Linked DNA regions of Sus scrofa: region 2 is linked to region 1. Evidence: chromatin contacts called from public Hi-C data. All regions are on one chromosome and are shown on one strand. The core of a region is the stretch at or near the end of the contact, and the rest is flanking DNA. Distances in the headings are between cores, read along the strand shown.

Region 1 (3,924 bases), core at 588-3,087:
ACACTCAGATAGGTCCCCATCATTCACATCCTCACGCTTACTCTCCCTCAAGTCTCCACCAGATGTTTCATTCCCCTTCAGGGGGCAAAGGAAATTAAACCAGATCTGTCCACAGGGGAGTTTATTTGATGGGGAGAGTGGAGAGGAGGGTGGGGAGGAATGAGAAAGGAGGGGCAGGGGCGTACCATCCATCCCCACCTCCTCTCCCCTGGGCCTTCACACCTGGGTGGGTTGTGGGGCACAGACCCCCTCCTGCAGTGCTCTATGGGCAGCAGGTCCAAAAGAAGCTCCTGCCAGTGGACGCAGTTTTTGTGGAGGGGGCTCTTTGGCCCACCTTCCAGCCCCTCAAGGTCACCAAGAGGCTTTGGGAGAATCAGGGCGCTCCATCGCCAGCTTCCCTAGGGCAGCCCTTGCCCTGCTGGAGCTGCTGAGTGCAATCTGGCTGAGCAGGTGGGGGGCCAAGTGTGTGTGGGGGAGAACTACACCCCTTCTAGACTCTGCAGGCGCTGGGGCTGGGGGTTCAGGGAGTAGGGGTTTAGGGAGCCACCTGTCTGCCTCAAAACTGGGTAGGTCACAGTTGGGATGTTGGAAACAGGAAAGTCAGGGGCAGGGGACCTGGTGGAAGAAGACAAGGGTCTAGGGCCCAGGCCCCCATTGTGGGACTCACAGTGGGGCACAAACAGATGGTTGCACTTGCACTCACCCCTTCTGAGTCACCACCACACACCTCACCAGTGTACCCACACCTTGGACCCCAGCACTAGACACACAGGCCTGGCTGCCCCGGTCACAGGCACACACAGGTGCATGCTTTGACCCACACACTCCACAGCAGCACATATGAGCACACAGTGTACAGGAGTTGAAGCCTGCAAGTCGGGAGGGAGGCAGATGAAGTCTGGGTCCCCTTAGCCTCTGTGTCTTCGCCTTGGAGCCTCAGGGAAAGAGGCAGCTTAGGGAGGAGGGGGTGAGGAGAGGACGGGAGGAAAGACTCTCTTTCCAGACAGCCCCCACCCCCTTCCCGCCAGGCGCGAGAGAGGGGTGTGTCTGTGAGGTTGTGCAGGGGAGATGGTGTCTCCGCGGGAAATGTGATGGGAGATTGTAGCCAAGTTCGGCGGTATCTGTGTGAGTCCGTGTGTGCGCGCGTGTGTTCGGCCCGTGTATGCTCAGAACAACACCACAGTGCCCACCTGGCATTGTGACAAGAGCAGAGGATTGAAAGGGGAAGGTGGGGGTGGAGAGGTGGAAGGACAGACAGCGAGGAAGGCGAGCGAGGTTGGCGCGGAAAGACGGCAAGGCTGACACCCTGCTGGCTTGTCTGTCTGTCTCGCACTCCCGCTCTGTCTGGCGCACTCGCGGGTCGAGCTTCGTCCCCTCCCCCGCCGCTCCCGGAGCGCGATCCGAGCCGGGCCTCCACCCTAGCACCCTCCCCGACCCTCAGCCAACTTGAGCTGGGAGAGCGCCTGTCCTGAATCGGGAGTCTGTCTGTCCGCGTTCCCCACGCCGGGCAAAGTTGGGATGCTCCGCGCGGGGGACGGGGCGGGCGCGCAGAACCCCTAGCACGCCGGGACCTCTGTGTCCTGGACCCCCGCACTCGAGCTACCGCCGGGCTGCCCTTACCTTCCTCAGGAGCCACGGGCCAAAGAGCAAGAAGAGCCATTCCGGCAGCAGCAGCCGCATCTTCCCGAGCGGCCGGGCAGGGCGGGCGGGGCGGGTCCCGGGCAGGCAGGAGCCAGACCTGAGAGCAAGGGGACCCCGGCGGGCGCGCCGCGGGGTGGCTGCCGGAGCGGCGGGAGCAGGCGGCACGGCCCGCGGACTGAGCGGGGAGAGGAGCGGAGCGCCGCGCTGGGGGCGGGGCGCGGGCGGGGGAGAAAGTTGGGTCGGACTCGGGCGGGCGGGGGGGCGGGGCTCCGCGGCGCTCCAATCCCGACCGCGCCCCGCGCGCCCCCTCCCGCCCAGCTGGGGGCACCGAAGGTGACTTTCACCCCGACACGCCCCAGACACGCCCCCGCCCAGGTGCGAAGAGGAGAGGATCGAGGGGCTCAGGAACAGTGTACCCGAGAGGCTGGGTCTGTGCACCGCGGAGGAATAGGGCCTGGCGTGGGGCTCGGGGCTCCAGCACCGTGTCCCCGAAGCCGGGCACGGCGAAGCAGGAGCCTGGCGAGTCTCAGCGGCCCAACAAGACCAGGGTCTCTCAGAGCCCCGAGTCCTTTCGATGCTCGGGCCCAGGAGGGTCCCGGGGCAGGAGCGGGGCAGGAGCAGGGCAGGGGCCAAGGTGAGGGCGGGCGGGGCCTCGGGCGACTGCCGGCGCGCAGCGCTGACGGGGATGGATGGGCGCCCCGCGGCTCATTCGGCCCGGAGATGAGAATCATTGATCACGGACGGAAACCCCATCACGTCTGTCAATAGGGCTGACAAACGGCGCCCGCCGCCCCCACCCCCGCCCTCGAGGCACCTCCGCAGTCTCAGGACCCCTCCGCTAGACCAGGCTGTTCACCTTTGCCCCTCGCCCCCGACAGCTGACTCCGGGCACATCCCAGAGCATTCCTACGTGGGAGACATTGGGCAGGAAGTCCCCCTCAGCGCCGGCCCCTTGGTGCAATCTCCATCCCTTTCCTCCTGGTGTCCCATCTTTCATCATCAGCTCCTCTCCATCCCTGTCCCCTTCCTTCTCTGACTCTGTCCTTGTCTCTGTCCCCGTCTCTGTCCCTATCTTCTTGGCTGTGTCTTCATAGGCTCCCTCCTCCCCCTAGTCTCTCTCTCCTGCCCGGGGAGTCTTCAGCTGTCAGCTGTTGCTATGCACTGAGGCTGTGGCTGAGGTTGTGGTATGACCGACACTTAGACAGCGAGAGATAGGGACAAGCAAAGAGATAGAGAGACAGACGCATATCCGCGTATCTGGAGACACCGACACACACCCCCAGGCATGCATGCAGGTGCATTCAGAGGGGCAGGCCACACCATAGAGGTGAGCCTTCAGGGGGAGTGGAACACAGTCACATAGAGACCGGATCCATACACACGTGCACACACACACACACACACATGCCTAGAGAGCTGATTCACGCAGATGGACACACTCAGTGTGAGACTAATGCACACTTGCACCAAGAGACAAGCATGCCCAGCCAGGTACTCAGAGCCAACCCCACCTTTCTTGCCTTGGCAGAGAGGTAAGCATCCACAGAGATGGACACACATGTAGGTGGTCGCTGGCACTGGCAGTCCAAGAGACAAGCCCAGGCACATACAAACAGACAAATAGAGGGATGTTACAGACACAAAAACAAGGATCAGGAATGCTGAGAAGATGAGGTGGATACAGAGACACCCAGAAAGATAGACAGAAGTCGGTAGGCAGGAATCTTGGTGTAGGTGGGGCAGAGAGGAAGGCAGGAAGGGGCAGGAACGGCTAGGCTCAAGGCCTCAGGGCTCCATCCAGAATCCTGAGTCTGGGCGCTGAGCACAGGGGTTGCTGAAGTGGTAGTGGGTGGGCACACTCAGACACAGGGGACCCAGGACAGAAGCTCATCAAGAGTCTGGATCTTCTGGAGTCCTGACCCACCCCATTTCTCCTCCTCTTGCTAGTGTCAGGTCACAGCTCTCTCCCTCTACACACACACCCCTACCCCTCCCTGTCTGTGTCTGTCTCTCATTCTGTCTGTATCAGCCTCTGGTTCTGCCCCCTCTTTCTTCCCCATCTCTGTCTTAGGACTCTCTGCCATCCTTGCCAGGTGGAGAGTTTTTGAGGATTGTCTCCGGGTAGACCCTCTCCCGGCCATCCTAGCGGGCAGAGGGAAGATACTGACTGGAGGGGTGTGTGTTCCAAGCTGCAGCTGGGGGCCCCTCTCGCTCTGCCCAGGATCTTGAGGCGACAGGCAGAGAATCAGTGGCTCCCCGGGGGCGCCAGATGCACGGCTGGCA
Region 2 (3,924 bases), core at 385-2,884, 33 kb before region 1:
TTCAGCCAGTCAAACCAGGGCCACTACAGAGCCCGTTGACCAGAACCACACAGCAGCCCCTTTTCAATATCACCCACCCCGAGTTACCACCTTCTAATCGCTCTCCAAGATGGGAGTATCTCCTCTTTCAGCCATGTCAAGCCCAGACTAGGAAAAGCCTGCTTGCCTGGGAGATAAGAATGCCAGATATGGAGTTCCCGTCGTGGCGCAGTGGTTAAAGAATCCGACTAGGAACCATGAGGTTGCAGGTTTAGTCCCTGCCCTTGCTCAGTGGGTTAACGATCCAGCGTTGCTGTGAGCTGTGGTGTAGGTTACAGACGCGGCTCGGATCCCGCGTTGATGTGGCTCTGGTGTAGGCCAGTGGCTACAGCTGCGATTCAACCCCTAGCCTGGGAACCTCCATATGCCGCGAGAGCGGCCCAAGAAATAGCAAAAAGACAAAAAAAAAAAAAAAAAAAAAAAAAAAAGAATGCCAGATATCAGAGTTCCTGTTGTGGCTCAGCAGTAATGAACCCAGCTAATGTCCCTGAGGATGCAGGTTCCATCCCTGGACCCACTCATTGAGTCAAAGGATCCGGTGTTGCTGTAAGCTGTGGTGTAGGTCACAGACAAGGCTCGGATCCCACGTTGCTGTGACTGTGGTGTGGTATAGGCTGGCAGCTGCAGCTCCAATTTGACTCTAGCCTGGGAATTTCCATATGCCGAAGGTGCAGCCCTAAAAAGACCCCCCTCCAAAAAAAAGAATGCCAACTATCTCATTGACCCATCAGTTCATATGCCAGGACATCATCAGAAAGAGAAGGAATCAGGGAGTCAGAATGATGAAGGAAATGTGAGGCTTGGCCATCCTGTCTCCAAGAGTTTGCAGCTCCCATGAGGAAGGAGACTTACTTACAGATGATAAAAACTCCCAATGTGACAACTCTTGCCTTCTGTGCAATGTTAATGAAACCATCTCTGTGATCATTGGACCCTCACTCCCTCAGAGACCCTCAGGTGGAAGTCCCAGCCTGACTTTTTAAAATAGCTCTTAGAATTCCTTTCACCCTGAGGACAAGACTTTAGAGAAATAGGGAAAAGATCTCTGGGGGCAGCTGGAGGGAACAAAGCAATACTGCGTGTCGTCACTGCCTTACCAGATAGCAGCCACTGCTCATGGGCAGGAAGGCCATCTAGGAGATCCCTAGTGGCTCAGTGGTTTAAAGACCCGGCATTATCACTTCTATGGCTCTGGTTGCTGCTGTGACATGGGTTCAATTCCTGGTCCGGGAATTAATTTATGCATGCCGTGAGCACGGCCAAAAAAAAAAAAAAAAAAAAAAGGCAATCTAGTTTGGCTGAGCTCTGGAAATCCAAATTATCCTTTCTTGACCAGTTTCCAAGCTTTCTTACTGTTGGAGCCTAGATCGATGCTTGAGGGTATAAAAACAAGACAGGGACCACAAGAAGACAATGGCTAAGAAGTCAAAGGCTAGTTCCTAAAACAGGTTCAAGGAGGGGAGAATCGGGGAGGTATTGAGACCTTGGGGGAAAGGGGATGGATAAGGCTGTTTGTAAGTCATCTAAAATCAGCCACGCAAGTGTCCAGCATGGACACTGTCCCCTCCTGAGTTTAGCCAATGCTGAACTGCACACCGTGGATGAAAAACCAAGCAACAGCAGTGTGGGGGGATGGGAGGAGTTAGGGTCCAGCCCTGCCCAGACCTCCTCGTGTCCAATTTCTCTGTGTCAGCTGTGTCGCTCAGCTGTCCACTTTCCTCCAGCCCTGTCATTTCAGCTCTGACACCAAGGCGAGAGGCTAGGAGGTCTACAAATACCGTCTGGGTAGCTGGTGTGAGTACAGAGGGTACTGGGGGGGCTTAGCCCCCAAGGAAGAGGACCAGTCCTCCCCCAGCACCACCATCAAGACCCCAGGGGCTCCCTCTTTTCTCCACAGACTGTGGACTGACTTAGGGAATCCCAAACGTAAGTTGCCTCTTCATCCTCTTTGCGTTTCCAGGACTTCTCACCCCAGCTTCCCCAATCCGTAGTCTATTCAGCTTCTTCATTTCTCTCATTGTCTGTGAGTAGTTTGGGTTTTAGGAGTGAAATTATTAAGCTACTCCAGGACAAGAGTTAGGATTGAAGGGTAGGGTGGGGGTGGGGTCAGGGGAGTAGAGTAGTAAGGGAAGGAAAGTCTCATATTACTCTGAAAACTTAAAATAGCTGAAGCCTGAGGCAGGCTGGGAACTAGGGAACTAGGCACCGGGCCCCTGAGCTCAAGAAAGGTAGGAGAGAACAAATGTCCCCAGCCCATCCCTCTATGCGCACTTGTGGACATGCACATTAAACCTCTTGAAAGGGGATCTGGGAAGGTGTGTGTCACATTTCTAAAGCCCACAGATTCCCTTGGAGTTGCCATCATGGCTCAGTGGTTAACGAATCCGACTAGGAACCATGAGGTTGCGGGTTTGATCCCTGGCCTTGCTCAGTGGGGTAAGGAGCCGGCATTGCTGCGGCTGTGGTGTAGGCCGGCAGCTGCAGCTCTAATTAGACCGCTAGCCTGGGAACCTCCCTATGCCACGAGTGCAGCCCTAGAAAAAGACAAAAATAAATAAATAAAAACCAAAGCCCACAGATTCCCAAGAGAAACAAAGTGCTTGTAGGAAAATGCCTAAACCACACAGCCTTGTGCACTGTCTCAGGGCAGTAAACTCTGGGGTTGCCCATCAGGATAGAAGGATGGTCATTGGTTTAAGGAGTTGGTAGGGAAGTTCTTTTGTCTGTTGGGCTTTTCTCTGGGCCTTTCTGGAATCTTTCTGCTCCTTGCCCCTGTCTGTGAAAGAATCTCTGTTTAACCAAATTTCTCCCAAAGCCTCCCCTTCAAGGACCACCCTACTGCAAGGGACAGGAACAAGGGGGGAAGAATGTCATTCAGAGATTAGATTTCATAGTGAGGTCAACCTCTTGCAGGATGACAGAAAAGGAGGTGCTGGAGTCCCATAAGCCCTCCTTCCCAGGAGAGACTCGGCAAAGTGGGGTGAGTCTGGGCCTTGACCATGGGGTATGGGGAGCTGGGAAGCCACTGCAGTCTTGAAGAAAATTGCTTGAATTGATCTCACTTGTATACGATTCATGTATTGTTCAAATGCTAGCTAGCACCTACAGGCCCCAGGACCCCCTAATCCTGGGGTGTGCCCCTTGCCCCAAGCTTGAAGAATGTCTAGTTAGCTTCAGCCTGACCTACTCTAAAAAGCAAGACAGTTCCTTTAACACTGGGTTTCCTTCCTTCCCTCCTTCCTTCCTTCCCTCCCTCAGCTACAGCGGCTGAAGCAGTTATTTAGGAAGGAGTCTACAGGGACAAAGGAGATGGAGCTTCCCCCAGAGCCCCAGGCCAATGGGGAGGCAGTGGGAGCTGGGGGTGGGCCCATCTACTACATCTATGAGGAAGAGGAAGAAGAGGAGGAAGAGGAAGAAGAACCACTCCCAGAACCTCCCAAGCTTGTCAATGATAAGCCCCACAAATTCAAAGATCACTTCTTCAAGAAGCCCAAGTTCTGTGACGTCTGCGCCCGGATGATTGTGCGTGAGTCACAGAGGGAAGTGGAGAGTGTGATGCCAAAGGCAGGGGGCAGGGGAAAGGATTTAGGAGAGGAGTATTTGTACATCAGATAGGCTGTGGCAAGATTTAGCTTTAAGAAACTACTGCAGAGATGGAGAGTGTCAGGTCCTATACTGAAAAGGGACCTGAGAACTAGAGTAGCAGCAGTGTTAGGAAGGGAAAGGGCAATCAGGAACCTCACGCAAATGTTCTCCCCATCTCCCAAGTCAACAACAAATTTGGGCTTCGCTGTAAGAACTGCAAAACTAACATCCACGAACACTGTCAGTCCTACGTGGAGATGCAGAGATGCTTCGGCAAGATCGTGAGTAGGCTCTGGGGAG

What was found. Hi-C and Micro-C count contacts between places; a contact is called where the count stands out from the background.
Region 2: a contact with region 1 is called in a Hi-C map of retroperitoneal adipose tissue, with 2.0 times the contacts expected there. The contact joins the promoter of STAC3 here to the promoter of NXPH4 in region 1. A contact is called at or near these places in 1 of 5 promoter capture datasets (liver), 28 of 47 Hi-C or Micro-C datasets (adipocytes, alveolar macrophages, blood and 16 more) and 2 of 2 datasets of contacts at active chromatin or transcription factors (alveolar macrophages and skeletal muscle).

What each region holds. Positions count from the first base shown.
Region 1 is chr5:22,520,845-22,524,768 of Sscrofa11.1, reverse strand. NXPH4 (neurexophilin-4) reads right to left here and starts at 1,837. Exons shown (of 6, transcript XM_003355482.3): 1 at 1,621-1,837. The coding sequence starts at 1,680.
Region 2 is chr5:22,554,040-22,557,963 of Sscrofa11.1, reverse strand. It overlaps STAC3 (SH3 and cysteine-rich domain-containing protein 3), which reads left to right and starts at 1,634. Exons shown (of 12, transcript XM_021091829.1): 1 at 1,634-1,965; 2 at 2,855-3,019; 3 at 3,298-3,565; 4 at 3,808-3,905. The coding sequence starts at 2,954.